Regions from separate parts of the Sus scrofa genome. Here region 1 is linked to region 2. A link is a contact called in public Hi-C data. All regions are on one chromosome and are shown on one strand. Each heading gives the region's core, a stretch centred on a gene start, on an enhancer-like site or on the middle of the called end of the contact. The rest is flanking DNA. Distances are from core to core; before and after follow the strand shown.

Region 1 (2,700 bases), core at 182-2,681, 50 kb after region 2:
TCTGGGTCTAACACTTTATTCTTTATCCTGCAGGCTTTCTAAACACAAATTTCTGAATATTAAGCTTATTCTTTCATATTTCATAATGTGATTATAAGTCTCAACCCAAACCATCTTCAAAGTGTAAGAGAGCCTCAAACTGTAAATTTAAATTTTGGTGAGTTGCACAATTGGGCACACATTCTTTACAAGCCCTGGGTTCCTCCATCTTTCAGCAAACCTTGCTCCAGGGGGAATTACTTTGGTCACAAATTCTTTGATTGGGTGGCTAGTCAAAACTGCCACCCAGAGTTTGCCTTTTTCAGGTCTTCCAGAAAGGTAGGAGAAAAATCTAACATGATGAGGGTTACAAAAGCAACAGAGAAGGTGTGGAAATGTGCCCGGCCTCCAGTTTCATTTATGATCGCTGGAGCTTTAAGAGTCAGAAACTTTAAATGTAAACAAAGCGGGACAGTCAGTAAAAAGGTGACAGCGGGCTCCCGGAGGTGGGAGGTTAAACCTGGGCTTGGGTTTAAGAGAAGGAGGCGCGGCCTTGGGAGGCTTAAGAGAAAGTTCACTGCCATAGGTTGGCTTAAAAAACTGCTGGCTCGGCCAAGTGACGTTTACCTCGCGTCCACCTGGACAGCTGCTGACGGGTCAGGTTTCACTAACGCCCTATACTAGAAACAAAACCCCAAACTACACACTTCATATAGAGCAGACCCTCCATCTCCCTTCCTTCCCTCTCCTTCTCTTTATTTTCTTTCTTGTGTATTTTTTTTAAATGTCTGTTTTTTCCCTTTACCTCAACACCTTCCTCTCCTCTTTGTCAGCAAATTACCCATCTTACTCCGGTTCCACCTTTTCATCTCCGAGGGGCATCGCGGGCTCACTCTTGCTCTGGTCCTGCGCTCCCTCTCCATCGCCAATTCTCATCCTCCCCGCCTCCTTTAAGACCCGGGAAAGGGTCTCGGCCCCGTCATCCTTCACTTTTCTGGGAGGGAACTGTCGCACCTCAAGTCTAGCTAGCCTCTCCCGGGGCGGGGGGCCCTCCGGGGCCCACTTCCCGGCTCCGGGCCCCCGCAGCCCCTCCAGCGCCTCCCCGCGTTGGGTTAGCGCGCGCCGCAGCTGCCAGGGTGGCCTGGCCCCCCATATTCGCCCCGCCCCGGCCCGGCTCCACCCCCGGCCGCCGCCGCCTGATTGGCCTGCACCCCCTGCTCTAAGGGCGCCTCTCCTCCCCTTCGCCCAATGGGCACAGGCACCTGGTCCAAAAATTCCCCGGAGAGGACCTAGGGGCTCTGCAAGCACTAGCTTCTGCTCCGCAGCGGGACAGCAACGGTGGGGCGCGGAGCCTGAAGGGGACGGGGAGGGGGAGCGGAGGAGGGAGGAGGAGGAGCAAAGGTGTTGGAGAGAAAACTTCTGAAAGGAACAGGAAACCTGCCGGGGAGGCAGCAGCTACGGCTCTCAGGGCGTCCGGGCCGCGCACGTCTCTGGGTGCCCTAAGCTGCGGCTTGCTCCTGGAGGTTCCCGGGTGCGGGGCAGGGCTGAGCCCGACACTCGATCCCTCGGCGGTGTCCACCGTCGCCGCCGCCGCTCTGGGCGCTGCAGGAGGGCGCTCCATTCCGCCTCTGCCGCGGTGGCTCGCTGGAGAGGGCGGAGAGGGCACAGGGAAGAGGAGGGACGTCTTCTTCCGAGCATGAAGCAGCATGTCCGATAAAATGTCCAGCTTCCTCTATATAGGGGACATCGTGTCCCTGTACGCGGAGGGCTCGGTCAACGGCTTCATCAACACGCTGGGGTAAGTCGGGGCGCGGGCTGGGGAGCGCTGGCGCTCGGTCCCCTCGGAACCCATCCCGGTCCCTCCTGGCGCCGCCGGGTCCTCGGGCGCCAGCTCCCGCCTTGGGTGGCGGGGCGGGCGGGCGGGCAGGCTCTGCGCCGGCGGACAGCGCCGTGCCTTCGGCTCGCTAGCTCGCAGGAAGCTGCCCCAAGAGGCTAGACTTTCTCAGCAACTTCGTAATCTCAAGCTCAGAGACTCTTCTGAAAAGGAGGAAGTGATTCAGAAGCCCGGAGACAGGCCGGGAGAAGAAGTCTTCGTTGGCTTCTCCGTGGGTTGTTTTGATTAAAACATTTCTGTTTTGTTTTGTTTTTCCCTTGGAGGTGAAACAAAACGCCCCCTCTCCGCTTCTTTGCTCGCCCCCACTCTCAAGCCCCTGTCCCTCAAGGCCGGGTTTGTAAGAGCAATCGATGAAAAGTCCGTGGCCTTGGACATGAAACTTGGGCGATGTAGTGAGCCGAGAGTGGCTTTGCCCTGCGGGAGAAGCTCACCGTCCCCGCTTCCCTGAAATAATTTCCTTTCAGCTTTGCGGAACGGGGACTTGCCGCGCCTCGCAGGCAGCTCGGGGACGTCCGCCGCGCGGCGACCCTCAGAAAGCACCGAAGGCCTCCGGCGTTATGGAACTCACACCTGCTTTCTCCCCTTCCTGGGCCTTGGCCCACTGAAAGGCTGAACCCCTCCTGAGACTCAGCCAAGTGCAGGGCTCTTAAGGTTTGAGTTGATTTATGAATGAGGGAAATATATATATAAACATAATCGTGTGTTAGATGGTTAAAGAGGACTTCCTTGATTACTAGTATTTTCTCTCTGTCCTGATGGTGAGTACCAGTAAGTAGTTTAAATGCGCACTGCTTTGTATTTTATGCATACTTTTTTGTTGTTGTTGT
Region 2 (2,700 bases), core at 117-2,616:
ACTCAGTGGGTTAACGATCCGGCGTTGCCGTGAGCTGTGCGGTAGGTCGCAGACGCGGCTTGGATCCTGCATTGCTGTGGCTCTGGCGTAGGCCGGTGGCAACAGCTCCGATTAGACCCCTAGTCTGGGAACTCCATGTGCCGCGAGAGCGGCCCAATAAATGGCAAAAAAGACAAAAAAAAAAAAAAAAGAAGAAGAAGACTCTGCCCTCCACTGCTCCACTGGAAAGATTTGTGGGAAGTTTTATAGTAAAAAGGAGAAAAACAGGCTTTCAGATAAGAATTAGGATTGGGGCAAACATGCATTCTTCTTTCTTTGGGTAAATCTTGGTCATCAAAGCTGGCATCAGATCTCCACATGTTCTTGGTGGTGGTCTTCTGGGTCACTGACTAGAATAACAGGACTTGTGAAAAGGGTGTATTGATCAGAGATTAGAACAAAGTAGGAAAGTTCCTGAAAAACATCATGTAAACCCACAGGCAATTGTGCTCATGGTGCCTAATCTTTAGCTTACAGGTGATCGTGTTTAGGGTGCAATTAAGACCAGGAGAAGGACAAGGAAGGACTCTAAGCTGTTCAGTGTTAAAGTATTTACTTTTAATATAAGCATAAGGAATATCACTTCTCTCTTAGGTGTATAAGATGCCGACATCATTCTGTGTGCCCCTTGAGAGGGAACCAGGATCCTGCCCAAAGACTGTACTATGGTTTTTTGACCGTTGTCTCTGCATCCCCTTCCTTCCCTGATCAGCAATTGTCTGAATCTGCCCCTTGGAACTTAGGGAAGGCCATGGAGGCTGAATGAGGTCTATTTCCTAAAAGTAAGAAATGGGGTTGGGGGGAGTTCCCGTCGTGGTGCAGTGGAAACGAATCCGACCAGGAACCATGAGGTTGTGGGTTTGATCCCTGGCCTTGCTCAGTGGGTTAAGGATCCGGCGTTGCCGTGAGCTGTGGTGTAGGTGGAAGACACGGCTCAGATTCCAGGTTGCTGTGGCTGTGGTGTAGGCCGGCAGCTACAGCTCCGATTTGACCCCTAGCCTGGGAACCTCCATATGCCGTGGGTATGGCTCTAAAAAGACCAAAAAAAAAAAAAAAAAAAAAAAAAAAGAAAAGAAAAGAAAGAAAGAAAGAAATGGGGGGCATAGAAAGGTTTTTGTGCCCAGGAACCCCATGGGGCCCTGCTCTGTTACAAACTGATGTAGCTCCCAACCAGTCACCCATCTTCTGGGCCAAAGACGTGAGCAAATGACTCTGGCCTGGTCAGTCATAATCCTCAGTTCCTCCTGCAGTGGGGAAAATCCAGGTTTGGGGAAGAGACCCGGGCTCAGCTTACCAGATCCTTTTACTGTCTTCCGGGTTTTTACATGGACATGCTGGGACATAAACTCCCTTTCCTCTAGAGCTGCTGTGTTAACCTGCCACTCCCTATCTCTACTCCTTCAGATCTCCACTCCACCCCAATCTTCTTGCAGAACCCCAAGACTAGCCTTTTCTGGTTTCTAGAACTTGTTACAGAACAGCCCAGACAGGTACAGCCACTCAGGGTACTAGTTACAATGAATTCCTTTTCAGCTCTCAACGGACTGAGGGCTCGAGCCTTTCTTCTGCACCGTGAGCACGAGGTTAGGCTTGGCCAGTAGAGGGCACCAGAGAGACGCTGCAGGGAGACGGAAAAGCTGGTTTCCCTGCGAGGTTTTTGGTCTGGCTGCCTGCTGCTGGAAGGAAGGCTCAGCAAGGTTGTGTGTGGAAGCAGACATCAGGTGTCCTCTGCAACAGCCACACACTGTCCCTTGGTGACCTTGCAGCCCGGCCCAGGCCCAGCTGACCACTAACCGTGATCCTACTGCCTGGACACTGGTGTGTTCCAGAGCCTCTCTGTGTATCCACCCACCAGCCAAGGCACATCTATATCCTGGAAGGTTGTTTCCTCCTGGACCAGCTCTGGCTTAAGCAACCCAGAAAAATTCCTTGCCATCCTGTGGGTGGCAATGGTCCTTTTCCCTAAGGAGGTCTAAACCCTCTTCCGAGTTTTCTCTCTCTTAGGCACTCTTAAGCAGTTGTAGGTACAATTTAGAGTCCTTTTTTAAAAGTTACTCTTCTGTCCTAGCTAATAATTCTTTACATAAAACCTTCCCTGCTCAAAGTACTTTGTTTCCTGATTGTCCAGATTTATTCACCCCCTTTTTTTTTTTTTTTTTGGCCATGCCTGGGGCATGTGGAAGTTCTCACCAGGGATGGAACATGAGCAAAAGCAGTGACTCAAGCCACAGCAGCGACGACACCAGATCCTTAACCCACTAAGCTACCTTATTCTTGACATTAGTCTTAGTTTCTGTGATTAGCTTGGTTCACTTCTTAGCTCTATGTTGTTAGTGTTTTATTATTACTGTTCCCCTTTGAGGTCTATGTATAATGGGAGAAACAATCACTGTCTTACCTGTTATTGTGCATATGGAAAAGTCTGTTAATTATGAAGTGATATATTTTTCTTTTTTTCTTTTTATGGCCAAACCTGTGGCATGTGGAAGTTCCTGGGCCAGGGGTTAAATCTGAGCCTGCACCTCAGCCACAGCAATGCCAGATCCAGCAGCTGCATCTGTGAACTCCACTGCACTCTGCGGCAATGCTGGATCCTTAACCCACTGAGGGAGGCCAGAGATCGAACCCACATCTTCATTGATACTAGTTGGGTTCTTAACC

Evidence for each region. Hi-C and Micro-C count contacts between places; a contact is called where the count stands out from the background.
Region 1: a contact with region 2 is called in a Hi-C map of retroperitoneal adipose tissue, with 2.3 times the contacts expected there. The contact joins the promoter of ITPR2 here to the enhancer-like site in region 2. A contact is called at or near these places in 1 of 5 promoter capture datasets (liver), 7 of 47 Hi-C or Micro-C datasets (embryonic fibroblasts, fetal heart ventricle, omental adipose tissue and 3 more) and 2 of 2 datasets of contacts at active chromatin or transcription factors (alveolar macrophages and skeletal muscle).

The regions. Positions count from the first base shown.
Region 1 is chr5:46,934,696-46,937,395 of Sscrofa11.1, forward strand. ITPR2 (inositol 1,4,5-trisphosphate receptor type 2) reads left to right here and starts at 1,432. Exons shown (of 58, transcript XM_021092920.1): 1 at 1,432-1,777. LOC110260584 reads right to left here and starts at 1,687. Exons shown (of 3, transcript XM_021091237.1): 1 at 1,439-1,687; 2 at 785-1,398. The coding sequence starts at 1,687. The coding sequence ends at 826.
Region 2 is chr5:46,884,960-46,887,659 of Sscrofa11.1, forward strand. No RefSeq gene overlaps it. Among named protein-coding and RNA genes, the nearest start is that of ITPR2, 50 kb to the right of the region's middle. Within about 2 kb of position 1,367, at least 16 of the 83 cell types and tissues checked have an H3K27ac peak or open chromatin away from gene starts, as enhancers often do. A contact at or near this core is called in alveolar macrophages and retroperitoneal adipose tissue, where this site is marked.